Regions from separate parts of the Zea mays genome. Here region 2 is linked to region 1. A link is a contact called in public Hi-C data. All regions are on one chromosome and are shown on one strand. Each heading gives the region's core, a stretch centred on a gene start, on an enhancer-like site or on the middle of the called end of the contact. The rest is flanking DNA. Distances are from core to core; before and after follow the strand shown.

Region 1 (6,184 bases), core at 2,079-4,578:
TTTTCATCCATGTGCGTTTGGATGCAAATACTGATCTGTGCTAAAATCTAGAAAGATAAATTTGAATCTAGATCAACTGATGGTATTGTTTTTGGAATTCTTTTCCCTGTACATTCACGTGGCTATCATGTTCTAATTTTGGAGAGTAACAAAATAATCGAAATTTGTGAAGTTACTTCAGATGAGACAGTCTAGGAACTAATTCAAGTGTTGTAGATACAAGTTTAGATGTTGCTAACTGGAAATAGCATTTTTGCTGTTGGTGACGAGGAGCATAGAGATGAGGGGTATTGTTTCCTTCTATTCATCTACTAGAAAAAAATCCAAACGCTTACTACTACCTCACCTACAACTGAGCATCCTGAAAATGAAAGGGAGTATATACAGAAACTGGAAAATTAAAAGAAGGCCGAGCAATAAATGACGTGAAAATCGATCGATCAGCTAGCTACGCCTACGCGGCGGGCGGAATGAAGAGAGAACAAGCAAGAAGGGTTTCCAATAGCAGTGATACCAGCAACAAGACAGCAGCAGACGATTATATATGGTAAATGTGAAACCCAGCAAGCCCTTTTGTGCTGTCTTTTGTTTTGTTTCGTTTCGTTATATTAGTAGGATATGCAGAGAATGCAACGGAGCATCGTCCCCTTGGGGAGATCGGAATCGGAACAACAAGCATTCGGTGGGCGGCGGGGCGCTACGACGACGCTATGTATGTGGCTTTTGCTTGCTGGTCGATCGTCGTCGTCCTTCCTGTTGCATGCGATCAGTAGCCGTTGCCGCCGCCGCCGCCGTTGTTGTTGTTGGGTGGCGGGGGCGGCGTGGCGGAGGCGTCGGTGACCACCTCCATCATGGTTGACTGCTGGTCGGCCTTGCGCCTGCGTGCCTCCATGATCTGCTTGGTGTTCTTGTAGAACATGGCGTACAGGCCCAGCTGACCCAGCGCGAACAGCACGCCCAGCCCGTTGGGGATCTGCATATGCGAGATCATATCGTTGACGATCATTATACGTACGTACGTTTAGAAAGAAAGAAAGAAAGAAAGAAAGAAAGAAAACAGCAGAGCTGAGGCTGTATAGCTAGCTAGGATCCAAGAACCAGCTGTAATTGGCCGCCGAGTACAAGTGTACTGCTGGTAGCTAGCCTGCTGATAGCTGATGACCCAAGGGATATATTTGTACTGGTGTACGTATGCAAATGCATTTGATGAATCCAAGCTGATGGCGCTGCTGCTGCCGGCATTGGGAGTATCGACCACCACACCAGGTAGCTGCGGGCGGACGCCAACGCGACGGCGCCAGAACGGAGCCGGCACCCTGTACGTCCAGACCGGCCGGATAGAGAATGGTGGACGGTGGAGTCGTCATGTCATCAAGTGCATGCATCCAACACGGCTTGTGTCGTAGGTGTAGTTGGACTTGGACTAGAGGTGGCTGCAGGGGCTAGCTCTCGCTAGGGCGAATGGGAATGATTGGCACTGTTCAGTTACGTTGTTCTCCGATGGCGACGTTGCTATCAAGTATCAACCGACGACGACCCCAACGCCCAAGCACACTACATGTATTACTAAAAGACTGGTCTCTCTCGTTTACTACGGTTGCCACCTGCTAACTGAAGCATGCATGCCCTGACTTGTTACTGCCAGATTCCCACTGATGATGTAGTAGTAGCTACAGCGGCTCGGGGTAGTTCGAATGCATACTAGGTGTTTAAACAAAAATGAATGTAAAATTTATCCAACACACACGTTATACTAGTAATAGTCGCTTACGGTGATGTAGAGGTCGAAGCGGATGAGCGCGTAGGCGGTCCAGCAGATGCTGTTGGCGAGGGAGGCCAGGGACAGGAACAGGGGCATGTATTCCACGCTCTTTGTCTGGATCACCAATTTCTGATCAACCATATACAAAAAAAGAGACACACACAGCAGATCAGAGACACCAAGTAAGTAAGTAAGTAAGAAAACAAACAAACATTACCTTCGTGTCATATCATAGAGAGAAAGAATCAACGACATGTATGTGAAAACAACGTACGTACCATGACCGAGAGCGGCGCAGCGTACATGCCGGTGCCGAAGAAGACGGAGACGATGCCGACGAGCATGGACCTGCGCTCGTGCGTGTGCGCCAGGGTGAGCACCAGCGCGGCCAAGGCGACGACGAAGGCGACCTCGGCGGCGAACAGGAGCACGACCCTGCGGCGCACCGCCCCCGCGGAGCAGAGGATGAAGAGCGCCACGTAGGTCAGCTGGATGAGCATGCCGGTGCCGTTGATGGTCACCACCAGCATGCTGTGCGGGTGCACCAGCGGCAGCCCGTACAGCACCCACATCATGCAGTTCAGCAGCGTCGCCACGTACGGGATCGGCGAGTACTGCTCCACCGCACGCTTCTTCCAGATGCCCACGAAGGTGGGCCTGCGGGGCGCATTTGTACGCATATATGAGCTACTAGTATGCATGTATGTATCCATAAGCAGAGCACAGTACGTAGTGTTTGTTTGTTTGTTTGCGCGAAAAGTCAACTGTCAAGTTCGTGACATCAGTTTTTCTTCTTGGTTTGATGCTCTGCTTTTTTTAAATTTATCCATTGATTTCTTTATAAGGAGAAAGCTGGATTGCGTAGTACTAGTTTTTATTATTTTTTTATTATTTTGATTTGTAGATAAAAAATAACAAGCAGAAGCAGAATCGATAAATTCTTACACCGGGGAGAGGAAGAGCACAAGGGCGGTGCCATTGCCTGCAGCAACACCAACGCAATTAAGTTAATGATGTACATATAAGCTAGCTTACTCCATTTTACAAAAAAAAAAATATGACACCGTTGATTTTTTTCGAAACATTGATAACTCGTCTTATTTAAAATATTAATTCAAAAATGTAAAATTTTAAGTTAAGAACAAATTACCTTAAATAATAAAATAAATAAAAAATATGATAACTCATTATTTTTTAAACAAGAGGAATAGTTAAAAAAATTTAAAAAATCAACGGTGATAGTAAAACAGCAAACTGAGGAGGAGAACGTGGAACAAAAAAAAAAGACATGTAAAACAGCAGGCGCCACCGCGCGTGATCGGCCGGAGGATATGCTCGTCATGCATGCGTACGGCGTATGCTGTTCGTCAAAGTTGACAACAATAATGAAATGGACGACCAGGGGACTCACCGATGACGCCGATAGCCGTACGGATGGTATCCGCCGAGACCATGGTCGGGGAGGGCGCGAGCTTCTCTTGGATCCGACGAAGAGTCTGTGCCCGGCGCCTTTGGTCGGTCGTGGACAGCAGGAGAGAGAGCGAGAGCGAGAGCGATGTACGAGAAATGTATCGGGCGGGAGGAAGAAAACAGGGCGCCCAAGGGCCCCCTTAAATAGAGGGAGGACGCAGCACACAAGACCCTTTCTTTCTACAGCGCCGCCTCTCTCTGTCGAGTCGCTGCACACAACACATGACACCACCAGGTCCGTCCGCGTCCACCACAAGTCCACAGCCACAGGCATTTCTTTCTGACTCTGTAGCTGTGGCGTCTCCTCCTCTGTAACTGACCTCTCTATATATCGCTAACGTGCTGGACCCAGCCCAGGGACGAAATGTGGACCGCTCGCTAGCTACCTTTTGATCTCGCTTTTCCTCTTCTCTCGGTTCCCACCCCCCTTTTTTTGTTTATTTATTCCTTCTACTCTATTATATATCTGTTTAATTACTTCTCTGATCATGTTGTCTCGGCGAAGCTTCGCCGCGTATGTGTGTCGTGTAAATCTGGTGGATGATACGGCTACGTATAATCGATCTTTGCTGCACTCGAGTAGGATAGGATGTCGGGCTATCTTCTTCATCAGATCACTCATTTCTATTTTTTATATTTTAAACTCTATCATTACCGAAAACTGTTGTTTTGTCGAGTGTCTGAAGCAATCCGTAAAACCTGAAAAACATTCAACGAAGACTTTGCTAAATATAACACTCGCAAAAAAAATGTTGTACCAGCAACGATTTTTTTACTGAGTACTTTTTATCCATCATACTCGGTAAAAAAAACTAAAAAATAATCAGAAAAGAACCAGATTCGGATAGTGTGTCTACAGCCTGCATTGAGATGGCTAGTCCCACGACGTTGATTGGATGGGGCCAAAAAGGCGAAGGGATTGCTACGTACAGCAGTTACACATCATCATTACTCTCCAACCTCTTAACTCTTAAGCAATAGTATACGTACGTAGTAGCTGCAACGTACCCATGGTTTACGTATGCGTGGACCAGCTTCCATAGTTGACTTTTTGGCCTATCGTTTCTGCTATCTTTTTGTTTCGTTTTCTTTTTTTTTTGGGTCCTTCGGTATATAGCTGTCTGCAGAGACCCAACAGACGCGTCCACGGTTCAAAACTATTTTATTCAGATCATATCTACATTGGATAATAATAATAATAATAAATCTTCGGTCACCACGCCTCTAATTTATTTATAGCATATAATCGGCTATTCCATCTCTCCATCTACAAATAAAAGTCTTACGACAGTCACAGTAACAAAGACAAGGGTAATGTGGTGTCCCATAAAAATGGTAGGCATCAATTAGATGGTGGAGTGGGAAGGGGCGGATTAGGGCAATAATAATTAAGTATATTTTATGGAAAGTTACAGTGCTGGGTGGAGGGAGCATGACTAGTATCACCTTGAACTTGAAGAATATTGAAAATAATAAGGATAATGCTATTTATGTATCAACATATTTCTTCAAAAAAAATTATCAGTTTTTAAATCATCGAATGCAAAAAGTATATATGGGGCCTATAGATCGCTCTCCTCTTATCTTTTTCTTACCCCAAAACTTATATTTATATTAATTATCCATAATCGTAGTCGTAGGCCGTAGCACGTATTGATGGATTTTTTGGAACAAATTTGTTGATAGATAAATAGCACATTCCAAATAACACGTTTCAAATGGTTTTCCCGTCCCACCTCGGTGCCGTGCTCTGTGAGCCCCACACCCAACGCCCACGCCTCTCACCTACTGTCTTGTGGACCCCAGCGCACATGCAGCTAGCTACTGCCCTTGCCTATCACCCGATCCCGCTACCACATCGCGCAAAAAATAGTACAAAGCGAGCACTCCAACCCCATGCCCCCCTACTCCATAAATTTGGGGCTAACCACCAGATGACACTTACCCCAGTGTTTAGAAATAAACAATAATTATAATTGAATTGATATCTCAATACATATTTATATGATATATAACAATCGTAGCAATAAAACACGGGCAATTGGCTAGTGTGTGTATGTATGTATGTACACACACTAGTATATAGCGTCTGTTAATGCTGCGATCCTGTGGAAAGGAGGGGTCGACGATGGAAGCAACACGATGGGAAGGGTTGCTGGTCTGGCGGAAGCGACACGAGCGAGGAGGAGAGGGCGGCGAGGACGCGGGAGACTGGGGAGGGGAGGCTGGGGGTGACACAGCCACGTTTGATGGGGGATGAAGGATAAGTGATAAGGGATGATCCAAATAATATTGTTCATTGGATTTAAGTATGAGGGGGTTATCCAGCGATCTGAACCGTTGGTTTTAATACTATGTTATGTCTTGGTGCAATTTGTTTGGTGGATTTACTGGAGGTTATGGGTGTGGGGTGATTTGGTTTGGCGGGTTTTGCAAAGTTTAAACTGGTGGATTATATAGTGGCATATATGTATGTACATAATTCGATGGATTAGGGCCTATCTCTGATTGTTGCTGTCAGAGATAAGTTATGTCTGACGACCGCTAGGGGACGTTGGCGGCTAAACTATGTGATGGCCGTGATGGCATCCAATGGGTCCTACAGCGTTATGTCCGATGGTCTGCATGCGGGTCGTCGGACATAACCAACTTATATCCACTGCTGCATACAGGCCATCAGACTTAAGTGAATGGTATGTCAGATGGCCAACGGATAGTCGTCGGACCTCATACTCTTATGTCCGATGACCACACAAAGTCGTCAAACATAATGAATTACAGGAAGGTCAAAATTCTCCTTATTTTTTGTGAATTCCTACAACTCACAAAATAACATTTCATACACATAAGATTCATCTAGGTATGATTATATACCCGAAAAGCATAGAAGTTGAGAAGGTAGTTGATAATCACACGCTGAATAGTGGGTCGTTCTAATCATTTTTTCACAAT
Region 2 (6,184 bases), core at 1,859-4,358, 360 kb before region 1:
GAGTCGAACTGGCCCTAAAGATTACAAACACTGACGCAAGTTCAAAACATTTATGGATCTCGGCTACACTAGGGAGAGGAAAACTAGAGTTTCCAGTGAAAGCCTAAAACAAATAGCCAAAGAGATGTGCCTACCGAGATGGCTGAAACAATCACCCACCCTTTGTATTTATAGAGGGTTATTACTACTTCCCAAATTATCCCTAGATACATAGAGCATATCCACTTAGCCGGAGGCAAAATGGACCAACTCCTAGGGTTTTATTAGTAAACAACTGATTAGTAAGTATAAGTGTATACCAACCCAATTAAGCATAAATGAACAATAAATCAACATATAGCTCATGACCACTTAAGCATAAACAACACAATTTATTTTCATCTTCAAGTTTAGTTATCATGTGCGGGTCCATGTCGCTCGTAATGTTGAGCACGACTGATATATCAGTTTTACACTCTAAAGAGATGCCGCAACTTTACCCATAAGTTGTGTATCCCCTCTAACCTGGGTCTGCAAGGCCTGTATTCACTTCTGAGGTGAATGGCTAGTTATCCACTATGAGGTTTTCACCATATACACTTAATAAAAAGCAACATGCTAAGGTTTCAAGTCGGGATGGTGATAACTCTAGTTGAGGTACCTTAAACAAGCATACCACCCCCAACTAAGCTATACCCTATAACTGCTCCCCTCTTACTCATTTCAAAAAAGGTTGTTGCACACTATGTATATAAAGCTAATTGCCAAAGTCAAAGTCTCAGTGGTTCACCATGTTCCAATTACCATGTATGATCTTGTTATACTCAACAACATACCATAAACTTAGAAACAATGTCATCTTTAATGAGAACCATCATATCACTAAGTTATAGCAATATCATAGCTAATTGATTAAGAACATAAACCAGGTTAACAAGGTATTGATTGATAAAGTCTAGGTGCTTCTAATAGGTAATCCCATCAAAATTATGCATAACATAAGCATAAATTTTAAATTTCAGGATAAGTGATTATGTTCCAAAAAGAATATGCAAGGAGAGAAATCCACTTGCCTTCCTCGCAAAAGTTCTAAGGGCCCTCCTCGAACTAATCCTAATCTTCTACCACATAATCAACTTCTAATAGCACACATACAAAAAAATATGCATACACCAATCATAAAAAACAAGCTAAAAAGGAAAACATAATAAAAATAACATTTATTTGTCAAAAGCATTCAAAAACAAAAGTTATAATGAAAAGACGCTCTTTTTCCAAGAGGTTTGGTTTCTTATTTTTATATTACAAGATATAAGTTTGAAAATATCTAAATAATAAATAAATAGAACATTAGGTGCACCGATTTAGCCTTTTTAGAGAACCATGAGTGGAATGTCTAAAAAATTATAAAACACATTATTAAACATTTATTTATGAAAAGCTAGGTTATATGCCTAAATAGGTTTTATGCAAAAAAAAGATAATTGTTGGGACTCTTTATTGACGAAGGTCCTCAAAGCATTGTTTCATCGATCGTTTTAAAGCACATTTCAAGTGTTTCGAAGTAGCCACGATGTTAGCCTTCGTTCAGAATCATCGTCCGGAGCAATGCTTGTACAAGAATGAAGCTGGATAGCTTCGACTTTGTAACAGCGGCACGCAACAGGAGACATACGAAGGCAAAGAAGAAGGATATAGAGGCATGTCCAACACGTCTGCAAGGTAGAAATACGATGTTATCCCCACAAGATTCATAGTTTATATGTATAGGAACTGAGTGTATGTTTGTAATTTTATACAAAGATGTACTGAGTCGTCACTATAAATAGGTGTATAGTGCCATGCAGATTGCACGACACGTTTTGCGAAGGAAAGTACATCAATGCCTCCATTGGATTCTAAAGATGATGTCTATGAAGTTTAAGGGCACAAATGTCATTTCACATGAAGTTATGTGTTACCATGTTCCTATAAATATAAATACAGTGTCATGTAGAGTGGAGCCTTTTCGGGACGATTCACGTGCTCACACCTCACTGAAATGCTCCACCTCCAAACCTACTGAGACAAACACATCTTTGAATACCAACAAGTATCTCGAAGGTACTCACTCATATTTATCGGCAATTGCAGAGATAAACAATATAAAGATCAAAGAAAGATCAATGACTAGGTTCTATGACACCTTTATTCTTATATTTGATCTCACATGTTTTCTACATTTGTTTCACCTTGTACCCTTGGCCTCTTTTTTCTCTCTGCATGAGTGAAAAAAGAGGAAGGTTTCATCAATTTGATTGTGTTGCCCTATTTTAGTTTCTTACAGGAATCTTGACAGGAGACCAACATGTTGTTGTGCTCTTTTATCATTTACCCTACGGCAGTAAATGATCAAAACATGGATTCATTGTGTGGCATATAGTATTTCTTAGTATTGCAATAACAAGCACTTCATTTAGATCTGTAGTTGTGTTATTTGGCGCACAAGCCCAACAAGCGATACCATTATCGAAACTGTAACATCGGTATGAATTTCTCAACTCTAATATATAGTGAGTAAGGTATAGAAATTAAAATGAGTCGTGAGGGATATACCTAAGGGTGTAAATGGTATGATATTATTCGTTCGTATTTAAATTTGATCTGTTTAAGAGGGCTAAGATGTGATTCGTATCTAAGTTTGGATATTCTATATCTGATCCGTATCTGATCTTTATCTGTATCCGTATTTTTAAAGTTGGATTTTTAAAATGTCAATAATTATTTACATCTTAACTGACACAACTTGATAATATCTGTATCTAATCCTAATCCAAAATAAAATATAAAAACAAATATTAAATAAATAATATCCGTCAATTCACGTCAGCTGCCCAGCTGTGATGGGCCCAGGCGCGGCCGCCGCGTATCCGGTTCTCCAAGCAACCGAAAGAAAATAGAGAACCTATTCCTACTCGGTCGTCGGGTCCCGTCCGGAGGTGGGCCCAAGAAAGGTCCTGCGTCGGCGGCCCCACGAAGACACGACCCATCGGCACCGTCAAAATCCTCACATCCCGTTAGATCGAACGGCTCACATCTCCTGCCGTGCTCGTCGGGGCCTTTTGCTTCTTCTTTCTATAAATCAAACCAAAAGGCAACGACCCAAGTCCCAACGGAACTTAGCTGCCGAGCGCCCAAAGCCCCACCGCCGCTCCCATCAAGCGGCGCTAAAGGTTTCCTCGCCCGCAACGCGATGCCGAAGAACAAGGGAAAGGGAGGCAAGAACCGGAAGCGGGGCAAGAACGAGGCGGACGACGAGAAGCGGGAGCTGGTGTTCAAGGAGGACGGGCAGGAGTACGCGCAGGTGACGCGGATGCTGGGCAACGGCCGCTGCGAGGCGCTCTGCATCGACGGCACCAAGCGCCTCTGCCACATCCGGGGCAAGATGCACAAGAAGGTGTGGATCGCCGCCGGGGACATCGTGCTCGTCGGCCTGCGCGACTACCAGGACGACAAGGCGGACGTCATCCTCAAGTACATGAACGACGAGGCCCGCCTGCTCAAGGCCTACGGCGAGATCCCCGACAACGTCAGGCTCAACGAGGGCGTCGTTGATGAGGAGGAAGCCGGCGCGCAGGATGACTATATACAGTTCGAGGACGAGGACATCGACAAGATCTGATGATCGCCTCTTCCACACGGTCCCTTTCCATGGTAAACTAAACGTATGCAAAACAATTGTATCCTTCTGTTTTGTGGTGGCTACCATGACTGAAGAATGGTAGTCGTGGTGATGGTATAATGATTTGGGCGGAGAGTACTGTGTATAATGATTTGGGGGCACTTGTTGTGCCCAATAACCCCATATGGTGATATAGCAAGTATGGGACTGAACGAACCGTTCCTCTCCCTTTCTGTTAATATGATATATTTGGTTGGGCATGATCCAATTTTTTTTTTCTAATGCCTCTTATGTTCAGTTCATCCCTGGTGTTATTCTTTGTATTCAACTACTGGGTTCCTTGGTTGGATTCTGTCTGGGTACATGTTTGTGACCGGGTGGCACTTGTTGTGACCTCTCGCCTCTGATCAGTATGCACAGTAAAAATAATTCAGTGCAATTTGATGTCTGCATCTTTACTTTCTACTCGCAATGTCGTTGCCCCCACACTACTAAACTGTTTCTCAATACACTGCGTTCCTCTGTTTTGTTGCCGTCTGTGCTCTAAGATATATATATATTCCTACCATGTCAGCTTTACAGACCCACATATGACTTTAGATGTTCATGAGGCAATTGTGGACCCAAATTATCTTTTCTAAGGGTTTATTAACCTTCGTTAGCACAATTGAGTAGATGATTAGAGTTGAACACCATTGTGTTATTAGATGATTACTGGGTTGTATCTGGCTTGTAATGTCTTGTGACCATCCTTTTGCATTATTTCCAGTAAACTCCTGCTATAGCTAGAAAGTATCACCCATTGTGCGTGCCATTTGATAGAAAACTCTGATCGTTCATGTTGTAGGCTCTTGTATGCTATATCAATATGTTGAGTGACATGAAGTTACTATTTATTCCCTCGATATTACACGGATGGAAGTCCAATGTCAGATTAGATAGAGATTGAGTCGTTGATGTGTTTCTTTTTTAAAGAATGTTTAAGGTGGTCGTTTGTTATTTTTCGATCTGTAAGGTTGTATACAAGAAATAGCAAAAGGCCGGAACATTTTTGTTTCCATAATAAAAAATGATATTGTGAAATCAATAAATCCTGCAGCATAAAGTCAGAATATGTCTCCGGAATTAGGTAGTCGTTCACGAAATGGGATTGCGATTGAGTAATTGGATTTCTGTTGCAAAGACTTGTGGAATTGGAAAATGGAATTGCTGGATTATATTTGCAATATTCAGGCATGTATTATTTTTTCGGTTCACACTTACAAGTATGGTTTGGTTAGCCCATTTTCTTCCCATGAAAATGAGAGGCAGTTCAGTTTCTATAGTTTGTTGAGATTAATGATGATGTTTTTCTTGCTAATATGCTGTGATTTGTGTCATCTTATGCTGTTAGAATCTGTGCTCTCACCTCTTGATTGGCAAAAGAAATCAACGCTCTCTTGATTGAAAAAAGAAATCAGAGCTCTGGATATTATCTTATTAGACTACTGGATCTGGTCACTCTTGTTTGTTTGAGTGGGTGAGTGGGATACATGTATACGAATCTTTTTACGTTTAACATGTTTCAGTTTATTTGAAGAAAATACAGTTATTATGTTGTATGCGTCGTTCACATTATTTAATCACTCGTTTAGTGGCATATTATGGCAAATATATATATATATGTTTTTGTTGTGCATTGTGCATTTGTGCATCATGGTTTTGTATCTTTGGGTATGGATTTAGGCTAGATGATTTGGTTTGGATTTGATATGTAAGTGAACAACATTTGACGTACAAAAGGCTGTTGCCATTCTCGATCTCCTTTTTGTGATTTCGCTTGAATAGAGGTATTTTCTTTGTGCAAATTGGAGATAGTGCCACCCGCGCATGGGTCCTCTCTGCACTGCTGTGCCTTTTAATATTCTCACGTCGAGCAATAATTCAAGCATATATATAGATATAATGCTACGGGGCGGCTGGCCTGTAGATGCTTCCTGCCCGGCGAGTTGTGTCGCCTAGAACATGGCAACATGCCATCTAGTTGAGAATGAGGGCTGCTAAGGAATTCCAGCTAAACTAGTGAATCTGGCACCGCATTATCGTTTACACTATTTTACACTGTAGATTTGTAGACTGTACTGTTTGCATAGTAGAGTTTAAATATGGGTATGAGAATAAATAAGATACTGGAGATAGCCTACAAACTCTCTAGAGCAAAAGCTATACGGTAAGCGTGCCAAATAAATATTTTTATCTTATTTGCATGCAAATCTTAAGCTCTAAATATCGGTGTTTCGTACCTCGCTCCAACAAGTAAATTTAGTGTGCGTGTTCCGAGCTCTGGAGGGTGTGCGCGGAGGACGCAAAATGTATATTGGTTCACGCAGAACCTTCCAACATCCGGTCATCCTTCTTTTCCTCGATCAGTTCGTCTTTCGATCTGTCTATCGATTCGTCTGTCGATTCCCCTTGCCTTGAGGCCAGCCTCTCCCTTTTATAGGACAGGACAAGGGTCAGCCAACGGTGGCTTCCCTAGGAACGAATTGTAAGGTAAGGGTAAAA

The links. Hi-C and Micro-C count contacts between places; a contact is called where the count stands out from the background.
Region 2: a contact with region 1 is called in a Hi-C map of ear, with 1.9 times the contacts expected there. The contact joins the promoter of LOC107548100 here to the promoter of LOC100273706 in region 1. A contact is called at or near these places in 3 of 25 Hi-C or Micro-C datasets (ear, leaf and tassel).

The regions. Positions count from the first base shown.
Region 1 is chr5:130,298,617-130,304,800 of Zm-B73-REFERENCE-NAM-5.0, reverse strand. It overlaps LOC100273706, which reads right to left and starts at 3,328. Exons shown (of 5, transcript NM_001148118.2): 1 at 3,174-3,328; 2 at 2,708-2,744; 3 at 2,041-2,419; 4 at 1,772-1,891; 5 at 510-973. The coding sequence starts at 3,216. The coding sequence ends at 767.
Region 2 is chr5:130,653,894-130,660,077 of Zm-B73-REFERENCE-NAM-5.0, reverse strand. LOC107548100 (Nucleic acid-binding OB-fold-like protein) reads left to right here and starts at 3,108. Exons shown (of 1, transcript NM_001323008.1): 1 at 3,108-3,872. The coding sequence starts at 3,212. The coding sequence ends at 3,640.